Linked DNA regions of Mus musculus: region 2 is linked to region 1. Evidence: chromatin contacts called from public Hi-C data. All regions are on one chromosome and are shown on one strand. Each heading gives the region's core, a stretch centred on a gene start, on an enhancer-like site or on the middle of the called end of the contact. The rest is flanking DNA. Distances are from core to core; before and after follow the strand shown. Region 1 overlaps Cacna1a (calcium channel, voltage-dependent, P/Q type, alpha 1A subunit). Region 2 overlaps Cacna1a (calcium channel, voltage-dependent, P/Q type, alpha 1A subunit).

The links. Hi-C and Micro-C count contacts between places; a contact is called where the count stands out from the background.
Region 2: a Hi-C map of cerebellum shows a contact between it and region 1, with 2.3 times the contacts expected there. The contact joins two enhancer-like sites. A contact is called at or near these places in 12 of 484 Hi-C or Micro-C datasets (the C2C12 cell line, the G1E-ER4 cell line, brain and 5 more), 1 of 115 datasets of contacts at active chromatin or transcription factors (embryonic stem cells) and 3 of 9 other capture datasets (embryonic stem cells, liver and pancreatic islet).

What each region holds. Positions count from the first base shown.
Region 1 is chr8:84,482,306-84,488,286 of GRCm38.p6, forward strand. The region is part of intron 3 of Cacna1a (calcium channel, voltage-dependent, P/Q type, alpha 1A subunit); the gene reads left to right. Among named protein-coding and RNA genes, the nearest start is that of Cacna1a, 70 kb to the left of the region's middle. Within about 2 kb of position 3,831, at least 6 of the 459 cell types and tissues checked have an H3K27ac peak or open chromatin away from gene starts, as enhancers often do. A contact at or near this core is called in cerebellar granule neurons and cerebellum, where this site is marked.
Region 2 is chr8:84,550,898-84,557,244 of GRCm38.p6, forward strand. Cacna1a (calcium channel, voltage-dependent, P/Q type, alpha 1A subunit) reads left to right here. Exons shown (of 47, transcript NM_007578.3): 16 at 2,116-2,233; 17 at 2,365-2,432; 18 at 5,807-5,913. Among named protein-coding and RNA genes, the nearest start is that of Gm32854, 35 kb to the right of the region's middle. Within about 2 kb of position 3,589, at least 48 of the 459 cell types and tissues checked have an H3K27ac peak or open chromatin away from gene starts, as enhancers often do. A contact at or near this core is called in cerebellar granule neurons and cerebellum, where this site is marked.

The sequences.
Region 1 (5,981 bases), core at 2,581-5,080:
ATGAGACCCCCTTGCTACTTTGCCATTTTTCCTGGCCGTGTGGTTCTGCTCCATCATGGCTTCTTCGTCCTCCTCTTCTGTCTTTTCTCTTTCCTTCTTGTCCTCTTCCCCTCTACCTGCCCCTACTCTCAAACATCCAGGTCCACCTTTCCCCTCCACCTTCCAATCACAGTCTCTAGCCCTACTGACCAGTTAAAATGGGGAGAAGGTTCACATGAGATCACCTGAGTACATAATGGACTGCTTATTGGGGGGACCCCTCTTGAGGACGCAGAATTAACATCAGAATACAAACAACATCAGGCCAACCCACAACACACACATTTTTCCAGGTACCCAGAGCATCTTAGGTTTGGCGCTAGCTATGAATCTCGGTCACTGAGAGCTGCAGAGGCCCCAGTGCAGATGAGATTTCTTGAGCTTCTCTATTGCTATCTTAGAGTCCATGGGGGAGGGTGGAACTAAGTGTATTCTGGGTCTCTTATATAACGCCATGGCCTGTTGGAGTCCCATCTGATTTGTGGGGTCTCCTGGACTTGCCTCAGCCCCAGGAGGCTCTCTATCAGAATAGTGCACTTTCTAGGTTAAGTAGGTGGCCTCCAGCACTGGGCTTTCGTGTTCCAGTTGCCAGTTAGAAGTGCCTGGCTTCACTTCTCTTTAGGAGCAGATAATTTACTCTGAAATCTTCTGTGTTTTAGGGCTTCTGCAAGATGGGATCCAGATATTTGTGCATGGCTAGACATGGCTTTTAGTGAGAGGGTCAACTGGGCTGCCTGGCTGAGTCCCAGCCTGGGCCACAGTCCTTCAGTTTGTCCAGTGGAGGTAGAAAGCAGGCAGTGGGAGCCAGGCTGAGTCTGGGGCACAGCCCACAGAGCGGGGTGATGTAGCTTTCTTTGGGTAGCCTTGGCAAACCACCAGAAGCGTAGTCACTCCAGGCTGAGTTTATGAAAGAAAGACTGTGGTCAGTCTGGCCTACGCCGATTGTACTTGCAACATGCAAGCTACACCTCTATGAACAGTGGGATACTGAGACTGCAGATATGCTGGGCTGTGTGATGGAACTAGGTAGCTTTCATGGGGGTGGGTGCTTGAAGTCTCCCCAAAATCACAGGTGCATGGCAACCCTAACTGTAGCAACGGCAGTGCCCATGGTGCAGAATGGATCTTTTTAATAAGCCCCACCATCTGATTGAAATCTTGCACTTTAATTAACATCTTCTCAGTCCTGCTCCAACCCCAGGTACTGTTCCACACTCTGTTCCTCCAAGCATCTTTTAAAATAATACCCAGAGCCTGGAGATACTCTGTGGATAAGATCACTTGCTCTGCATGTGTATGGACCTGAGTTCAAATCCCAACATCCATGTAAAACGCCAGGCATGCCCGACACACCTGTAACTTCAGTACTGAGTGGGTGGAGACAAGAGGATGGTGGCTACCAGCCTAGCTCCAGGTTCAGAGAGCCACTGAATGAATGACTGTGGAATGAAGATGCCAACCCACACGGCTCACACCAGGGCCACTCAGGGGAGGACTGAGCCTTGGACTAGCCATACAACAGTAGACTTCTAATTCATACTACAGAGTGTGTGTTGAGCACGTGCATAGGAAGCATAGGAACTGAGAGGAGAGACTGAGTGGACAGGAACGCTGTGCTCTGGAGGAGCTGCCAGTCAGAGACAGAGACATCAGTGGGGGGTGGGGGGACTGGCCAGGGTCCGAGAATCTCGGGGAGTAAGGCACAGAGGGATGGAGCAGAACACCCAGCATCCTTATCCAGCCTCCAGGCAAGTGAGTGCTCCCATACGCATGGTGCACACAACCACAAGCACAGTAACACCCCTAGAGCCAGAGTGTGCAGTGTGCAGTGTGCAGTGTGCAGTGTTCAACTTCCTGAGACCAGCTTACTTCCCAACGCAGATGTCATCGAAGGCCATCATGCTGCTTTAATGACAACATGGCTCTTTAGCAACATTCTTTCTGATTTGATTTGATTTAGGGGGACAGTGCCTTTTCTTTTTTTTTTAATCCCAGGCTTCCCTCTGTCTCCTGGATTTGGGGTGACAGTCACTCGCCTGCCAATCATGACAGCTCATTTAAAATCACTGCCCCATGACTTCCTTTACCAGGAAAACTCAGAGACTTCGTAACTTCAAACCCAGACGCTCCTTCCATTCACATTCTGACAGACTTGGCACTAAAATCAGGCCGCTGACCTGACCCCGTCCCCTGCAGGCTCTGGAGACACCGTCCTTCTGCCTCCTCCAGCTCTGGTGGCTCCAGATCACGACGGCTTGTAGTCATAGCCACCAAATTGTGCTTTATGTCTCGCGTGCTCCTGTCTCTCTCTGAGACTCCCTTTCTACCTGACCTAAGGACAACTGTGGCCATGTTTAGGGTCCTTCAGAGCGTCCAGGCTCATCTGTTTAGATGCCTGAGGCACATCCACTGAGACCCATTTCAAAAGCAGCAAACCTTCAGCTCCAGGTGCAGCCATGTCTTCCCACTTTCAGTCCACTCACCCTGAAGGCTCATTGGTTTGGGCCTCCAGTCTCGAGGGTCTCCTCCTTTTGCATCAAACACCTGAAACTTCTTGCCCCACCATACCCTGTGAAACCTCTAGACTTCTAGGTCTAGATTTTTTTAAGTTTAAAATTTTGTTTGTTTATGTGTGTGTGTTTGCACATGCCTTGTCAGAGGCCAACTTATAGGAGTCAGGTCTCTCCTTCTACCATGTGGATCCCAGGGATAGAACTCAGGCTATCGGGCTTGGCGGTGGGCACCTTTACCTGCTGAGCTATCTCGCTGGCAGAAAACCTGGCAGTCTGGTCTCAAACAACCCATCACCATTATAAGAAAATTTTTGTACATCAATTTCTTTCTATTTGTGGGCAAACCCTTTGAGAAATTGAGAGAGGTTCAGAAAGTCACATCAGAGCACACAGAATAGGTAGTGTGTTCTCTCACGTCTGGATGGAATTATAATGTGTGTGTGTGTGTGTGTGTGTGTGTGTGTGTGTGTGTGTGTGTGTGTGTGTGCGTGCGTGCATGCACAGAGGCCAGAGGAGGACATTGGGTTCCCTGTGCTTTTTGGCTCTGTCACCAGTAAGTGGTAGAGCCAAGACTCAAGCCCACATGGCCCAACTTCAGGTTCATGTTATAAAATTCACCAGACGATCACAAAGGTAGCGTGAGTTTCCACTGTGTCAGGATTGGGGCAGAAGGAAAAAAAATAGGACCAGAAAGTCAGGCCCTGCCTTCCACTTGAGGTCTCAGATGCTCAGGAGACTGAGGCAAGGTTGCTTGGGGTCAGCCTGGGCAACATAGTTGAGACCCTGTTTCTCCCCCATAGTCTTAAAAACACAAAAGAGAAGATATGGGAAGAGCCAGTGACGGGGCTGACCATGGGTGTCCTCGAGTTCACAGATGTGGTGAGCTCCTTTTAAGAGCTCTGTGGACTTACTAGAGAAGCCTTTCGTGTCCCCAGAAAACCTGAGATTCAACAAAAGGCTAAGAGGGAGGAGGGATGCAGAGGGAAGAGGGTGGCTGCCAGGTAGAAGAGCTTCGCTGCCACCACGTGTGCTGAGTGTGGACTGTGCTGGATAGTCATCACTACCCAACTCAGAGTCCACAGCTACTCTCCTGCTGGTGCCCTGGGGCACACAGATCCTAGGCATGACAGCCTTTACTGCCCATCCCTGTGCAGCCAAGTGGAAAGCCCCTAGGAGCCAGCACCAGGCATAGGCAGCAAGCACCATGAGTACCAGGCCCCTGCCTCCCTCCGGATGCCAATGTGAGCTGACAGATGGACGGCTGGCTGCCAGCCAGGGGCCAATGAGTTCTTGGCAGTTGCTTTCTGACCTGGACAGGCGGCTGCCACCTCCTGGAACAACGAGCTGTTCTCCTGGTGACAATCCTACTTGAAAGGCCACGAGCTTTGAAGAGTCCCCAAGGCATTTTTGGAGCTGTGTGCACTGTGCAATTTGGTCACCACCAGTTTCACACATGGAAGTTACATTTCTTTGATCTTGACTTAATTGTGGTGAAATATGCGAGATATAAAATTGGGGGCTAGTGAGATTCGCCCGTGTGTGGTGCTTGCAAACAAGCTTGATGACCCAAGTTCTATTCCTGGGACCTCCTGCTGGAAAGAGAGAACACACAACCCTACAGACTGTCCCTGACCTCCACACATGCACCATGGAACACATACATGTACACACACATATGAATAAATAAGTATAACTTTTAGAGTGTGTGTGTGTGTGTGTGTGTGTTTCTGTGTGAGTGCATTTGCTTGAAACCAAAGATTCGCACATGCTAGGTAGGTGTTCTTCTATTGAACCACACTCCCAGGCCCTCACTTGGGTTTTCCAGGCAGCTGCTATACTGCTGAGTAGCACCCTAACTCTTGACCACCCTAATGTGGAGTTCAGTGAGAAGCACTACACAGTATTCCTCTCTATAGCATCTTCATCTTCCCAAATGGGGAGAGTTTATCCCAATCAAACATTCAGTCTCCAGACCCCAGTCCCCAGTGACCACATCCTATTAGGATACCCAGCCAGATATTAAGTTCTAATGCTTAAGTTTGGGGTCCACAGCATCCACCCCATCCTGATCGTATTCTCACTTTCCCTGCTGGTTATAGTCAGACCCCCCTGAAAATTCTAAGACCTGCCTCTGTCCTCGGGTGTCCCAAAATTGATTTGGAAAAGACCCCAGTGAGAAAATGGCTGACCTTGGGAAGCATCTCAGCACTCTACCCCTCCCTCTTCCCCCCTTCACCCTCTCCCTCTCTCTCTCTCACTTCTTCCTTTCTTCCTCATCTCTTTCCCTCTTCCCCTTCTCCCTCTCACTTCCTCCTCCCTCTCTCCCTCTTTCTCCCTCTCTCCCCTCCTCTCTTCTTTCTCTCTCTCCCTCTCTCTCCCTCCTTCTCCCTCTCTTCCTCTCTTCCTCTGTCCCTCCTCTTTCCCTCTTCCTCCTCTTTCTTCCTCCTCTTCCTCCTTCCCCCTCTTTTCCCTCCTCCCTCTTCTCCCCCACTTCTCTCTCCCTCTGCCCTCCCTGTCAACACAAGTATGATCCCCACACCCATCTCCTCTTCCCCATCTGAGCTTAGTGGTGCACCTGGCATCTTGCGGCAGTGTGTGGCAGTGACCACGCTAACACATGGAGCTTAAGTGACCATGGAGTGTGTGGTCCTGATTGGAGGGGCAGAAAACTGTTCAGAGCCAGAGGATGGAACATATCCTACAAGACAATGGAGTTGAGTTCACTGCCACTGTGGCTTCCTGAGTCCCTCAGCACTTCATCGTGCATGGAGCCAAGGGCCTGAGACCTCACCTCTCCCCAAGACACTACTGCTTGCTACTATTTGTGGGATTCACGTGTCCTTCAGTGGTGTAGCCATTGGTAAGTTGCACTGGAACCAGTAAATATCCTCCAAGCCATGCTGGGGAAGAAACTAACTAAACTCATTGGCCACACACAGAGAGGGACCAGCAAGCAGAGAGAAGGGAATCAGCAGGAGGGGAGAGAGGGGAGAGCTGGATGAAAATAACTAAAATCCATGGTATGAGACTCTCAAACATCATGTGTTAAAGGGTGGGAGAACTGAGGATGTGTTTAATGATAGAGTGCTTTCTCATATACATAAGGCCCTAAGTTCAGATCAGAGAGAGAGAGAGGGAGGGAGGGAGGGAGGGAGTGAGAGAGAGAGAGAGAATGGATGCTTGGGACTAGAAATATTTTGGATTTCTGAGTCTTGCATTTCAGGCTGGTGGATTGAGGATGTTCAGGCTGTAACTTCATCTTAAAGTTCTTTTGAAAAGTCGGTGAAGGGCTGGAGAGCTGGCTCAGCCGTTGAGAGCATTTGCTGCTCCTGCAGAGGACCGAGGTTCAGTTTCCCGCACACAGCATACATTTCGCAGACACACACATAAATGGCAATTGAAAACCTAAAAGTAGATGAAACAGAAGAA
Region 2 (6,347 bases), core at 2,339-4,838, 68 kb after region 1:
CCAGGTTCTTAAGTATCAGAATGCAACCAGCAAAGTTGGCTAGGCATGACGCACATTGGACTATTGTCCCAGGACATGGAGGCTGGGGCAAGAGGATGTAAGGTCATCCTCAGTTTACAATGAGTTTGGGGTCAGCCTGGGCTACATGAGACACTGAGGAAGAGAAAAGAAAGACAGATAGAAAGACATAAGGGGGGGGGGAGGAAGGAAGAAGGGAAGCCAAAATGAAAAGAGAGCCCAGGGTAATGTCACACACCTGTAATCCTAACACTCAGGAGGCTGAGACTGGAGGAACTCCAGTTCAAGGTCAGGCTATGAGATCCCACCCAAAACAAGACAAAACAAAAAGGGAAAGGCCTGGTTGATACCTCTACCCATCTTCGAAGCAGGAGTCTCCACGTGTTCCAGGACAAGACGGCTTGCTTCCTTCACTGAGGCTTGGAGAGTGGCCGATCAGAGATCTCTAACATACTCAGATTGAGGTTTTTTCTTTGGGAGAGAACAGACTATGTAGAGAATATGGCCTCCATCCTTCCTTTTCTTAAAAAGCTGGCAGTTTCTAAATGCGACTGCCAGGCTGGCTTGAGAGAAGACAGCTGTGAAGCAACACCCAGAGCCAGAGAGCAGATGATTGGCAGGCCCAAGCTCCTCCCAGGACAGGGACAGTGTCTGCAGACTCTGTTGATGGTCTGCAGACCCCGATGATTGTCACAGACCCTGTTGATTGATTGTCTGCAGACCCTGCTGATTGATTGTCTGCAGACCCTGCTGATGGTCATACCTATTTGGGGTAAGCAGATGACATTGGCATCTGGTTATCAGAGGCCAGGGATGTTCAGCACTGGGCAGGCATGGGTTGCTCCTCCCAGAGAATGACCCACCCTGGACCAGCAGTGCCAGGCTGAGAAGCCTGGCCATAGCAGAGGAGTTCTTTCCTATTTCCTTTATCCTCAGGAGACTGTAAATAGAAGGAAAGAAACTGGGGTAGTGGTTTTTTGTTTTGTTTTGTTTTGTTGTTTTCATTTTAAAAGACAGGAGGGCTGGGTATGGTGATATAGGCCTTTAATCCCTAGTCTACATAGTGGGACCCTGACAATAGATAGATAGGTAGGTATGTAGGTAGACAGACAGACAGACAGACAGACAGGCAGGCAGGCAGATCAATGACATGTCTCAGTAGGCAAACATGATTATCCCCAAGTCTGACAAGTTGAGTCCTATCTCTGGTGCTCATGTGGTAGAAGGAGAGAACGGACTCGTACATATTGTCTTCTGGTCTTCACACTAACACTATGGCATGTGTGTGTGTGTGTGAGAGAGAGAGAGAGACAGACAGACAGACAGACAGACAGAGAATCTCATATAGCCCAGGCTAGCCTCATGCTAGCTGTATAGCTAAGGCTGTCCTTCAACTCATTCTCATGCCCACCTCCCCAGTGCTGGTATGGCAGGCTTGTGCCACCATGCCTGGTTTATGTGGTCCTGGGGATAGAAATCCTGACTTTGTACATGTTAAACACATGCTCTACACTTGCTACATCTTCTGAGCTACATCCCCAAACCTCTGTCTTCCTCTTCCTTCTCTTCTTCCTCTTCCTTCTTCCTCTTCCTCCTCCTTCTCTCCCTCCTCCTCCTCCAAGCCGGAATACAGGCTTCACCCTCTTGACCCCATGTCACCCCAGGTACTTCTTAGAAGGTCCAATAACCATTGGCAAATGTGAGCTAGGCAGGCACTCTGCCACCCAGCTCCATCCCCAGAATCGGTGCCTTTTTAAATTGTTGTTTGCTGTTAGAGACAGGGTCTCGCTAAATTGCCAAATACCAACTCACTCTGAGCTGAGCTTCTGCCTTGGAGCTTGACAGGGACCCATTTAGTCCAGAGCTAACACTTGTGTCACATCAGAAAAGACGGGTCACCAAAAGCCTTGAGACACCCATATCCCCTATTTCCCACAGCCAAGCTGAGAACCCCCAGCCACAGGCACAGAGATAGAAGTTCACAAGGGCTCCAGAAGACCTGGGCTGGGGTTGGGCTGACAGACATGGCCGAAGCTGTGGCTCCAATGAGCTGGTGGCTGAGAGGGGCTTGGCTGTGTGTTTGTCCCTATCTTTCAGATCCTGACTGGCGAGGATTGGAATGAGGTCATGTATGATGGGATCAAGTCTCAGGGGGGCGTGCAGGGCGGCATGGTGTTCTCCATCTACTTCATCGTCCTCACCCTCTTCGGGAACTGTATCCTTCGTGGGCACCAGGGACAGACTGGGTGTGGGTGGAGCAGGCGGGACCCAAATGCCCAGGCTCCACCAGCCCCACCAGGCCGTGAGCTTCCTTCCATCAGCTGCTTTCCCTGACTCGACATACAGACACCCTGCTGAACGTGTTCTTGGCCATCGCAGTGGACAACCTGGCCAATGCCCAGGAGCTCACCAAGGTGGAGGGCACAGTAACCACCTGCTCATGGCAGATCATGACAGCAGGGTTTGGAGGGATGTGGGGGCTGGGTCAGGGCTCTTGCTGGGGATGGGAGCACTGGGCACCTCTCCTGGAGCCATGCCATCCCTGATCAAGATAGTTTGTAGCCCAGAAGGGGAAGGGGACAGTAAGGTGGCTTCTGAGGACAGATATTGAGCCTGCACCCAAAGGCTTGAGGAATAAGGACTTTCAGGATAATGGGCACTGCTGCCAGCCAAAGGATGGGGCAAGGAGTGACTTGGTAGGGCCTCTGGCAGAGCTGGAGCTAGCAAGGCTCAGACACAGTGACAAGGGTTGCCCCTTCCCCCAAATCACCCTCCTTCTGACTTCCACAGGGAGCATGCCAGGGGACAGTTGATAGGAGGTTCGAGACAAGGTGCACAGGTTACCTGGCTGGGAAGACAGGGTGGGTCTGCAGGCTTATGTTTCCACCTGTGACCCTGTGCTGAGGAACTAGCCAGATGGAATGCCCTCAGGCTGGCCTTCCAAGGGACAACAGTACAGAGCTGTGGTCCAGGTGCCAGGCTCCACTCCAGTCCTCCTTCGGAGAAGGGGAAACTGAGGGTCAGAAAGAAAAGATCCATGGTCGCAGATGGTATGGCCACTACTTAAAGCATCATGCAGCCAGCGTGGTGGTGTGTGACTGAGCACAGAACTGAGGTAGGAGGATTGAAAGTTTAAGACGCGTGCCACATAAAGAACCTGTGTTCCCTCAAAAAAAAAAAAAAAAAGATATGCATGTGTGTGTGTGTGTGTGTGTGTGTGTGTGTGTGTGTGTGTATACACACACACACACACACACACCACATGTGGGAAAGCCAAGGCCAGGGAAGGTAGATGCCAGTGCCATACACCAGGAACTGCAAGAGCAAAGATGGAGCCCTACAAAGGGCAGAGAAGAGCTGGGGCAGGAACTCGGGAAGAAAAGTCACCGGGTGAGATGAAGCCCAGGTTTCATTCCTACTCAGTGACGCTGAATTATCTGGGGACAAGCTGGCATCACGTGCCCCTCAAGGCATCCTCCGGCATCCTAAGTGTCCTCAGGTCCATGCCAGTCAGGCCTGGGGGAGGAAACCCTGCTTTCTGCAAAGCAGCTCACGCCCCCTGGTGGCTGTGAACAGAGCAGCCAGATTATGGGCTGCGCAGAAAACCCTGGACAAGGTGGTGATGAGTGGGGCCCATGTGCCAGAGCTGGGCTCATCGGCCTTGGAGGAGAAAACATAGAGAAACCGCAGTTTGTGCAGTCTTGAGGTGTCAGGGACAGAGACCATCTTTCCTGCAGCCACGGCTGGCTCTGCAGAATTAACACACAATGCTTGCAGGCAGAGTCTTCCTCCCAGCCCCGGAGCCCCTCCCCAGTGCCTCAGAACCCAGGACTGCAAGGCTACAGGGGTAGGGGCTGCCAAGCTTCCATCTGTTTGCCCTGGCAGGAGGGAGGGAGAATTTCCCAGCCCCACCTCCGGCAGGGAAAAGCGGAAGTCTCCCACCCCAGGCACAAAGCCAAGAGTTCAGCCACCATGAAGCTGGCTGGCATGTGTCACCACAGTCCGATCCAGCCATGAGCTCATCCAAGACACAGGAGGCTGGCATGGGAAGACAGGCCAGCTACACTCCAAAGTGAAGGCAGCCATCCCCCTGCAGACCCCCGTCTTCCCCTTCATCCACTGTACATGTGGCTCACACCATTGTAATCCCCAAGCAAAGGAAGGGACTTGTTTGAGCTACATTTTACAGATACCATGCCTCATCCGTAATCATGGATTGACTACCAACAGTGAGCACAGGCTCGAAGCCAGGGAGAGTACGGTGAGCAAGACAGACAGACAGACAACAGTCCCTGCCCTGGGAGGACAGGATTCAGGTTGTAGAGGCAGGCCAGAAATCAGATGCATTTTTAAAAGCACTGTTTGTTAGTGCTGAAGGGAATAGTGCAGTGGGTTGAGTCAGGGAGTCCTGGAAGCTTGGTCATGAAGAAGAGACACAGAGAAATGGAGAGATTTTACTGAGGGTCACACAGCAATAAGTGGTTATGGCTGGGATTTTCACCCTGGCTGAATCTGAACCTTGTGGTTTTCTCCACTGCACACGAGACAATTAAACCTGAATGTGCTTCACACCCACCCAGCTGCCGGCTGAAAGTGTAGATCCCGAAGGCAGCCCTGGGTCTGCAGGTGCTGCCGGGGCCGGGAAACATTCGTTTTCAGTGTGGCTGAGACCAATGTTCCAACCACCTGGGTCTAAAAGATGCTGGACACGGTGCCTGACATCAGGGAACCCTGTCTCCTGTCACTGACAGTGATTAAGGTGCAGGTTACTTCTGTTCCAGGGGAGCTTAGAAAGTGGGGGCAGTCCCCATAGCTTCTCTTATTGGTGGGTTTGGTTTTATCTCTTTCCTCCTTGTTTTTTCTTTGTCTTTCCATTGATGGGTTTTTCTTTTCTTTCTCTCTCCCTCTCTCTCTCTCTCTCTCTCTCTCTCTCTCTTCCTTTCTTTCAATTTTTTTGTTTTTTTTTAACAAAGAGTCTCAATTTGTAGCCCTAGCTGACCTTGAACTCACTATGTAGACCAGGCTAGCCTCAAACTCACAGAGAACTTCCTGCCTCTACCTCCTGAGCATTAGGATTAATGGCGTTCATCACCTGCACCACACTGGGCAACTGAGGGCTTTTCTGCGACATAGTGAAATGACTTTAAGTCCCCAACCACCTAGGCCATGAATTGAAACCATAAGCCAACCCCTCTCTCCCCATCTTCCCACAGTTGGGGCTGCGGATAGATCTTATAAACCCCAGACTGCCTTTGGGCTGTTGACAGTTGGGGAACCTACGGCTCTGCCTCTGGGGATGTCGAAGGGAGCGGATTCTGAGCACTTAAACGACCTGTAAAGCACAGAACACCTACAGACACAGGGCTGGGAGTGCAGCTCAGGGACAGAGCTCTGTTCCAGCTAGCATAAAACCTGAAACACAGTTGGGGGAACAGAGGCAGGGTAGCCAGGCATGCGTGCATGTGCCTGTTATTCTAGTACTGGGGAGGCTGGGCTGAGACCATCTCAAGTTCCAAACCAGCTTGGGCTACCAAGGTTAATAAGCTAGCAAGCCAGCATGACCACACGGGAATGGCAGTATACTTCACCACCCAGTCTGACGGGGGTGGGGGGTGGGGTGGGGGGCTTGGTTCTAACTGGTGAAGGTCCAAGCTGAAGTTACTTCTCAGTACTTCACTTTTGCCCCAGCTGGCAGCGAGGTGGGAAATCCCCCCCTGGAGGTGGGAAGTGCCCCCCACCCCCGCCAGGCCCTTTGTTCTTGTGAACAAGAATCCCACTTACCTTCCAGGATGAGCAAGAAGAGGAAGAGGCAGCCAATCAGAAGCTGGCTCTACAGAAAGCCAAGGAGGTAGCAGAAGTGAGTCCCCTGTCTGCAGCCAACATGTCCATAGCCGTGTAAGTATCCCCAAGCCTTAAGCGCCACCCAGGCAAGGATGTGGGGAGAGTTAGCGTGGCCCCTAACTGCTGAGCCTGGGAGAGGTCGGCACCTTTGCTTTCTCGTCCCCTTTCACTCTGTATTTAATGAACACCTACAATGAGCCTGGTCCTGTTGTAACTGCTGGGAAGGCAGCATCCATGTCAGGGAGGGGCACTGTTGTGTAGCTGTTCAAGTCAGAGAAATAATAAATAATAAGCAAGACAAGTAAGTAAATTATACCCTGTGGAACCTCCAGGAAGCATCTGGGAAGGGGCAGGGAGCTGAGGAGTGCAGAACTTGAGCCAGGCTTCACTGCAGCCCCACAGATGTGACTTTATAGCCAGGGGTGCTGGCACATGCCTCATTCGAGATAGAGACAGGCAGATCTGTGTGAGTTCAAGAACAGCCAGGT